Linked DNA regions of Anas platyrhynchos: region 1 is linked to region 2. A link is a contact called in public Hi-C data. All regions are on one chromosome and are shown on one strand. Each heading gives the region's core, a stretch centred on a gene start, on an enhancer-like site or on the middle of the called end of the contact. The rest is flanking DNA. Distances are from core to core; before and after follow the strand shown.

The links. Hi-C and Micro-C count contacts between places; a contact is called where the count stands out from the background.
Region 1: a Hi-C map of subcutaneous adipose tissue shows a contact between it and region 2, with 2.7 times the contacts expected there. The contact joins the promoter of SLC39A9 here to the promoter of SRSF5 in region 2. A contact is called at or near these places in 3 of 8 Hi-C or Micro-C datasets (F1 follicle, liver and subcutaneous adipose tissue).

The regions. Positions count from the first base shown.
Region 1 is chr5:37,050,088-37,054,598 of IASCAAS_PekinDuck_T2T, reverse strand. SLC39A9 (solute carrier family 39 member 9) reads left to right here and starts at 2,697. Exons shown (of 7, transcript XM_027457903.3): 1 at 2,697-2,911. The coding sequence starts at 2,816. ERH (ERH mRNA splicing and mitosis factor) reads right to left here and starts at 2,527. Exons shown (of 4, transcript XM_027457904.3): 1 at 2,393-2,527. The coding sequence starts at 2,395.
Region 2 is chr5:36,882,751-36,887,012 of IASCAAS_PekinDuck_T2T, reverse strand. It overlaps SRSF5 (serine and arginine rich splicing factor 5), which reads left to right and starts at 1,488. Exons shown (of 8, transcript XM_027458355.3): 1 at 1,488-1,645; 2 at 2,109-2,254; 3 at 2,336-2,406; 4 at 2,576-2,674; 5 at 3,016-3,085. The coding sequence starts at 2,129.

The DNA of each region.
Region 1 (4,511 bases), core at 1,448-3,947, 170 kb before region 2:
ACACAAATTCCTTAACAAATCTGCACTTGGTACTCAAGATTATTTCCTGCAAATCAGATGTGCCGATTTTTTTTTTTTTAACACTTCAGCAAGTCTACTGAAAGGGTAATTATGGCACAGATAACTGTTCCAAATGTCTGCCTGTAAACTCGCTCTTCTGCAGGGAAGGCTTTGATGATTGTAGTCTGTGGCTTGCATTATTTCTGTAATATTTTTCACTTGGATGCAGCAAATAATTTAAACAAACAAGATTTTAAGTGTACACAGCCTGTGACCTAATTAACAGGTTACACATCATAGGAAGTTTGCAAGCACACTAGAAAACAGCCTTGCCCGTGCTGCTAATTTAATCCAGCACTTTCAATGCTAATATATGATGTGAGTACTCAACTTGTAAAATTCATGCAGGGAACTGCAGAGTAAGACACAGTGGAAACAAATACCAAAGTGTATTATCATTCTATTATGAAAATCATATGAAGGAGACCAGCCTGCTAAGACTGCTTCCCTGCACACCAGAGGACACTAGATGCAAACGGGATGCCTCCAGGGCTGCTGGTACCCAGCTGCTCCTAAGGGTGCTGCTGAAGGGTGCTGCACTGCCCCAGGCACGCCTTACCAGGGAGTCAAAGGCCTGCCAAATCCATTCACAACTACTTCCAGCAGTGTCCTTTTTATTTGCTTACGACCAGGCTCACTTCCAGGACTTGGAACTCTGATCTCCCAGGAACATCTGAGCAAGAACCCCTTATTAATAATAAAAAAATGGGGTCTGTCGGCCAGTTCAGTGTGTTTGATAAAATCTTGTGTGTTCTAGCAGCAGAATGCCCTGTGAACTGCAATTGTGGTCACTGTACTTTCAAACTCAACTGTAATATTAGAAGAAAAAGTTGGGTTTACTTGACAAAACCTAAGAAAGTATTGATATCCCAATACTCAGACTACAGAAAAAAGTATCAGTGAGCCAGACACATAAGCCAGTTCTTTCAGAACTTCAAGTGAGAATTTATTTGAACTTCTGACTTGAAACCGTTTTTCTCTTCAGAAACTTTTCAATATCCATATCAGCCCGGAGATTATTAATTGCCTTGTACAAAAAAAAAAAGGGCATAATTCAGCTTTTCTAAAAGCAACACCAATAGATCGTGAGCCTCCAAGAATAACTACTACAGTAACATCAAAAAAGTCTAAATTACTGCTAGTATTTCTTTTGATCCTGTTACTGCCAACTAAATTTCTCCTTTTAACAAGTATTAATGTCTCAGCTTCTACTATAAGCTCTGAAGTAAAGCAAAGAATAAAAGAATCAATTCTTTCATGTTTATATTGTACAAATTGGCTTTTAAGATCTTTGTCCACTTTAACTGGTCTACCAAAATTACTGCCACTGGGATCACCTGTATTGCAGGATTAATGCATTACATCTGAAGAGTTTCTTTAGGAACTTCCCATTATTTTACCTTAAGGCAAAAAAATAATAATAACAATCCCAATTTAGCTTGATTTTCTAAAATTGTTCCTCCTCTCCCACCAGAGATGTGACAAGTTCCTAAGCCTGAGAGGTTTCTTCGAAGTTTTACCTGCCCCGCTGAATATGTGCCTAGATGACATGGGACAAAAATCAGTGTAAATAAAATGTTTTTTTTTATGAGTATAAATCTCATTGTTAGGAAGAAGAAAACCAAAACAGGGGAAGACAGTGAAGATGTCACGCCTTGGGAGCAGGTAATGTGGAAGAGCCCTGTACAGACTCTTTCTCGTGTTGCACTGTTGTGTTTTTGTGTTTTCTTTCGGAGGGCAGTTGCGCTGGCTGTCGGTAAGGCCCCACACCGGTTTCTATCCCTCCAATTTCCAACTCCCAGAGCGCCCTTGAGAAACCTCCCTGAGTCCACGATTACAGACGTAGCCCCGCAGAAACAGTCGAGGCAGCGCTGGCAGCCCCAGGAGCAGGACGCGGGCAGCCCCTGCCCGAGGAGCCTTCTGCCAGCTGCGGGGCCGAGCCGAGACCCAAGCGTGGGCAAGGAAAAAGGGGAGAGAGAGGCGGAGGCATTGTGAGGGCACGGCGCCTGGCCAGGCGAGGCAGCGCACCGCACACTCGGGGCCCTCCAGCCCCCCGTGCAGGGCAGGAGGGGCGATTTCGGCGACTTTTTCCCCATTTAGGGGCGCGAAGCCCCCGCCCGGCCCCGCCCGCGGCCGCCAGCCCCGCGGCACCCCTCAGGGAGGCGACCCCCGGGCCAGGCCCCGGTCCCCGCTCGCGGCCTCCCCCCGCCACGTGCTGCCGGGACGGGCCCCCCCGGGCCTTACCGTGTCCCCCCGCCTCCCCCCGGTCCCCCCCGGTGCCGGTGCGGCCACCCCGAGCCCCCCTGACCGCCCCCCGGAGCCCCCCGCTCACCATCGCGGCTCCCGCTCCTCAGCTCCGCCACCGCCAGGCGCCCGCCGATCCCCCACAACCCCCCGCGGCCGCACCAGCGAGAGGGAGCTAGAGCGCCCCCCCGCGCACGCGCGCCCTCTGAAGCCGAAGCGCTGAGGGCGCCGCGCGGGACGCGTTGGAGGGAAAGGGGGGCGAAGCGGGTTGCGCCGCCATCTTTGATGAGGGAGCCGCGCTTTCCCGCCTCCCAGCGGCGGGCGGCCGCCATCTTGGAGCCGGGAAGGCCCGGAAGGGGAAGCGGCGCGGAGCCGCTCAGGCTGAGGGGGCGGCCATGGCACGGGGCCGCTGCGGGGCCCGGGGCGGCTGAGGGGGGCGAGGGGAGGCGGAGGGGAGCCGGGCTGGGCTGAGGGGAGCCGGGCTGAGGCGGGCAGCTCGCCGCCGGGCGCCATGGATGACTTCCCTGCCATCTGCCTGCTGTCCCTCGCCATGCTGCTGGCCTGCTATGTGGCGGGCATCATCCCGCTGGCCGTCAACTTCTCTGAGGTGAGGGGGGGGCCGGGCCGGGCCCCGGGGCCGGGCTGAGGCGCGCAGCGGGGAGCTGGGCTCGGTGCGTCCTGCCGGCTCCTGTCAGCAGCGCCCCGAGCCCGCTGCCCCCGGCTGTGCTCCGCGCCGTGTGGCGGTGCTGCCCTGCCCCGTGTCTGTGTGGCTCGTGTCTGTCTGTGCAGCTGGAGCAGGGAGCCCATGTGTGTTTTGGGACCGCTGGCAGCAGGAGCACAGCTCGGCGTGAACGTGGCACTCCGCACCGCCAGCGGCCGCCGGCTCGCCAGCCCTGTGCGGAGGCAGCGCTCTGCCAGCCGCACACACGTGTACGGACGAGTTTAGTGCCTCGGTTCGGTTTTAGGCTTGCCGTAAGCTTGCTGCTGTAAGGAGCTGTCTGCTCGGCTGGTTTGGTAACGGAGCTGTCTCTCTGCGCTCGTTTTATGTGCAGACACCAGCCCTGGAAACGTCTGATTAGCAGTTACAATCGTTTTGTTTAAAATAGTCGCTTAGGCCCCTGCTACATGAGTAGTTTTAAACTAAAATGATTTTTTGGGCTGTGTGTTCTGTGGTCTGCAAAAAGCTTTCTAGGTGATGCTAGAGAAAAACGCTTCCTCCCCCTGGGTACTTATCATGGTTAAGTAGAAAACAAATTAATGCTGTACGTAATAAACCCAAATGATAGAGTACAATAGAATTATTCATTAATACACTTCTTCAGATGAGTTTAACTGTGGACCTGGTTGTGTTTTGATTTCATATTTGTTTCTATTCTTTTAATTACACTTGAATATTCTTGGAAGTATGAAGCTCCAGTAAAGCCAGGTATAACTAAACATCAGTGACGAAAAGGTTCAGACGAACAGCTCTCTGCTTTATTTCTACAGGCAGATGTACATTTTCAGTTTAATCCCGATTTACATGAAGTACTCTAGGAGGCTAACCTTGGGCCAGAAACCACACTCTACCAGTACTTGAGGCTCTCTGAAGCTGCAGCCTAAATAGTCAAAATAAAAACAAGTTGTTCAGGTAGTTTGAATCTTTTCCTTGGGTAACAAAGACTCACAGTGTTGATTGGAATGGGACTGTTTACTTTTTGCTAGGTCCAAGTAAGAGTTTCAGTGTCATGAAGATTTAAACCAAGAAATAATTGAGGTGTGGAACAGCTTGCTGATTCGAGGAATTTAGGTTTTCCCTATGTATTTTTTAACAGCATTTTCTCTGCTGCTCTTAAGAAGAGACGCACAAGTGGTGTAGAACTTCAATAGTTGATTTCCGGGAACTTTTTCGAACTGAAATAGTTTGGCTTCCTGAATTAAACTAGATGACTTCCCTGTCATGATAAGTTGCAGTTATTAGGTCGCTGTATTCACCGTTTTGAAGTATTTCATATTGAAAAAGAAATGCAGACTTTTCTTGAAATAGTAATTTGTCAGTGTTTATTATTTTAATGCAGTTTTAGAATTCACAGGTGTCCAAATTGAAGCCGTGCTCCGTATTTGCACTAGTAATAAAGCATTAGTACTTGAGGTATTTTTTTGGCAAATGCACAGACACAAATGCATGCACACAGTGTAAAAGAGATTATAGTGCTGCAGTATAAAAT
Region 2 (4,262 bases), core at 239-2,738:
GTAGCTTAGTTATTCTGGGAAGGAGTATTGGTTTAATTTGAAACAGCTTGTTGATTGCCAGCCTTGTTGTCATGAGCAGCTTAGCAGTTTAATGAATGAAAGTACTTATACATTGATTATTTAATCTTCTGTTCCATTGCCTCTCTGACCTTTGAAGGTAAGCTTGCCAATCGAAACATCACTGCACCTCCGGGGAGTGCGGTGTTTGGGATGGTGCTACAGATGTCTCAGTGATGCTTCATTAACTACTTCAATGAGTTTCTTAAGGATTACAGGCGCTGGCTACTTGGGTAATGTGAATTTCCTCCATCCTGCTATTCCCCTATTATGACCTATGTTCTCCAAATCCCTTTTAAAACGAATGCTGGGTCTCAATTAAGCAAGAGGTGGGGGTGACATGACATGCTCAGTCTTTGCAATCTGCTGTCTGCTGAGCACAAAAACTTTTGCTAATGTTAGTCACCGAGTCTGTGTAAACAACAAAAAAGACGGTTTGTCAAAACAAAGATGTGTTGTGATTTGAGCTTGGAAAGTTAATGGCAGACTGTGGTCATGGGTGCAGTGGTTGCATTTTGGGGTACATCAAATGTTGGCTTAGGGGCTCGGGTGGCTTTCAGGAAAGGTCTGTGGGCTAGCCGAGGAAGGACACAATCCTGCAGCAGCTCTCCTGTTACCCCCTGAAGGTTTACAGATAGCTTTGACACAGTAGGATGCTTTTGTAGTGGCCTGCATCTTGCTCTCAAAGGGTTGTGGCATTTCCTCAGTATCACATTCAGCGTGTAAAACTAAACACACTGGTCTGGTGTAAACTTGTTCTGATCATTCAAACGTTAACCCAAGAATTTTTGGGGTTTTTCTTTGTTCCTGCAAGCTTCGTATTGGACCAGGGGTTGGTCACCCTGTCCTTCTGCAGCTGGCATAAATTCACCATGAAAACACGAAGCTAACCTAAACCTGATTGCATGTATTAGATGATGTGTATAAATACGATGGCATGTGATGCCTGTTCAGGATTACAGCTCTGATGGGCTGCGATCTGATGCCGGGTGGGTCCGCCTGATTGCCTGATGCAGCGGCAGACCATGCCATGGCGAGGAGGAGGTGTGGGGGTTTGTGGCTCGGGTGCGTGTCACTGAGGCACAGCCCCGGCCATGACGCCAGGCTCGTCCCCGCTGAGGGCTGAGCGATGGGGTGCAGATGTGTGTAAACATAAGGCGGCTCTGGGGCTGGCTGAATACTGCAGCTGAGCAGCAATTAACAGTTTATTAATTATGTTTGGCTGGGAGAGACACGCGTGAGGACCCGTGAGGGGTGTGAGCACCACCAAGACACGTTGACCACCCTGTGGCAGAGCAGCCCCCCTCAGTCCCCTCACTCCCCAAGATGGCGGCCGGGCACCGCCTCCCCTCCGCCATCACCGCGGGGAGGGGCGGGGAGGGGCGGGGCCAGGGCCGGCTCCACCAATGGGCGCGCGGGGCGGGGCGGGGCCGCGGCGCGGGGCCGCCCCCGGTTGGCGGGGCGGGGCGGGGCGGGCGGCAGTCGGGAGCGAGGCGCCGCGCAGGGAGCAGGAGCCGCCCGCCAGCACCGCACCGGCCCCTCCGCCCCGCACGGCACGGCCCGGAACGCAACGGGACCCGCAGCCCAGGTTGGTGACGGGATCGGCGGCCCGGGGCTATGTCCTTGTGGTGCAGGGGGGGGGGCGGAGGAGCGAGCGGTTCCCTTAGCTAAGGGGTGTTGGCGGCGCACGGGGTCGCGGCGGGCCGGTGCCGGTGCCCCGCGTGCAGCCTCCGCGGCGGGCGCTGCGCGCAGGGCGCGGCCCGCGCCGCCATTTTGTGGCGGAGGCAGCGATGGCGGCGGCTCGGCTGCCCCTGCGCCTCGGGGGGCGGGGCCGGGCGGGAAGTGGGCGGGACCGAGGGGGGGAGCGGCGCGTTCTGGTTGGCGGGGGCCGGGGCGGGCTCCAGCTGGCGGGCTGCGATTGGGCCGCCGCGGGGGCGAGCCCGGGCTGCTGCGGACTGCGGCAGGGGGCGGGCTGGGGGGGGGGGCGCGTGCTGAGTCACCGGCACGGCGCTGAGGGGACGGTGCTGAGGGGACCACCGGGCCCCCCGCAGGTTGCTCCGCGCCCCCAGCCATGAGCGGCTGCCGCGTCTTCATCGGGAGGCTGAACCCCGCCGCCAGGGAGAAGGACGTGGAGCGCTTCTTCAAAGGGTACGGCCGCATCCGCGACATCGACCTCAAGAGGGGCTTCGGCTTCGTGGTGAGTGCGCCTGGCGGGAGGGGGCCGCGGGGCTGCGGGCATTGCGGTGTGTAACGCTGTGCCTTCTGTCTGGGCTCGCAGGAGTTCGAGGATCCCAGGGATGCGGACGATGCTGTCTATGAACTGGATGGGAAGGAGCTTTGCAGCGAGAGGTGAGCTGCCGCATCGCCCCTGGTACCCCAACATGAAAAACATGCATCGATTTCCATTTACATCTTATTATCAACACTGCTCAAATCCTGCCGTAGCTTTTTCCCCTCAATAATCATGAAAAAATGTTTAAAGATGCATGCTTTCCCCTTATTTTTTTTTTCTCTGCAGGGTTACAATTGAGCATGCGAGAGCACGCTCTAGGGGTGGCAGAGGCAGAGGGAGGTACTCTGACCGCTTTAGCAGCCGCCGTCCCCGTAGTGACAGGAGGTACGTATAGCCGTGAACTGACGGGGCTTTAATAAATAACCCCAAGCCCATCTCATCCCAAAACGTGAGGTACGCTGAGATAGCAAAAGGTGCTGTTTGATTTTCTAGTCAATCCAATGTGGCAGTAGGATTGCGAGAATCAAAAAAATTAGATACAATCATCATCTTTATGTTTTTGTACCCCCGAGGTAATTGACACTTGTTCTTGATTACTTGCGGCATTACGTAGTCACAACAGTGATAAGTTGACAATGGATTATTGATACAGTCCTGGTTAGCATTAGAATGCGATTATACTTAAGTTAATAAATAATTAATACTTAATTTTCATTTCCCAGCAGAAGTGCCCCACCTGTAAGAACAGAGAACCGGCTCATAGTAGAAAATCTGTCATCCCGAGTCAGCTGGCAGGTTTGTTAAAACACGATTAACTATTTTGACTTCATTTAATGGGTATGTAATGTAATTATTTTGTAAAATAATCAATTAAAAGTAAATCTATTTTATTAAAATGTTTATGTAATTGATGTAATTTTAAATAATGTAATTTAAATATTTTGAATGAAAGCTAGTTAATTTTAATTTATAATAATAAATGTATATATTTGAGGAAATATATTTATTTATTTTCTTGTTTTCTAAATCCATTTTAACCACATATTAAACCCTTTATTTGCCAGCCTATCTGTGTCGTTGGCCTTATGACGAGGAGTGCCTGTGGGTTATCCTAATCGTTCTGTCTTGGTCACTCTTGGTTGGGCCTGGTTGACTTTCCAGTCAGCTCCTACAATGTCACTTGGCCACCTCTAGATCTGTGTTTGCCGGTCTAGACGTAATCGATGCACTCCTTAAAGTGCCACATTGCAGCGGTCCCAGAGCGTTAACGAGATCTGATTCCTAAGTTGAGAGCTGTTCCTCCTGTAACGCTTCCGAATAAGAGTTCCTGGTCGAAAAGAGTTGAAAGATACGAAATTAGGTGGTCGTTGGAATCCTGATCGCAGTAAAGTGGTCCTTGGTAACATCAAGCATAGCGAATGTCTGGATCCGTCAGTAGTCTCCTAATAGGGAGGGCGGTGCGATTAATGGCTTCCATCGACTGGGTAGTGTTCGACAAGTGGGTGGCGAAGAGCCAGTCGGGCATAAATCATGACGGTATCTCCGGTCGCTTAATGCAGTTTGCTGCTTGGCTAGCCTAGGGAAATGTTAATAAAGGTAAAGTAAACTATATTTTTAATGACATATGGGGCACAAAATAATGGTGTTATGTAAATGTAATTCTGTATGCATATAAGACTCATAATATAAATGGAAACGGAAATAATTCAAAAATATATGGGTAGTATTTTGCACTCAGTCCAGTATTTATATATAAATATACAGATGTATTTTTTTAGATCTCTCTGTCTCTCTTTCTAATCTATATAATCTCCATAGACTAATTTAATTTTCCTTAATGTTAAGACGCTTTTATTAGCATTTTGCTTAAAGCAATATGCTTTTTTCATTTATTTCGTGCCCTGATATAGATAATTCAGTTTTGATAGAATACAAGTATGGCAGTTGCCATGTTTGTAATTTATCTAACATC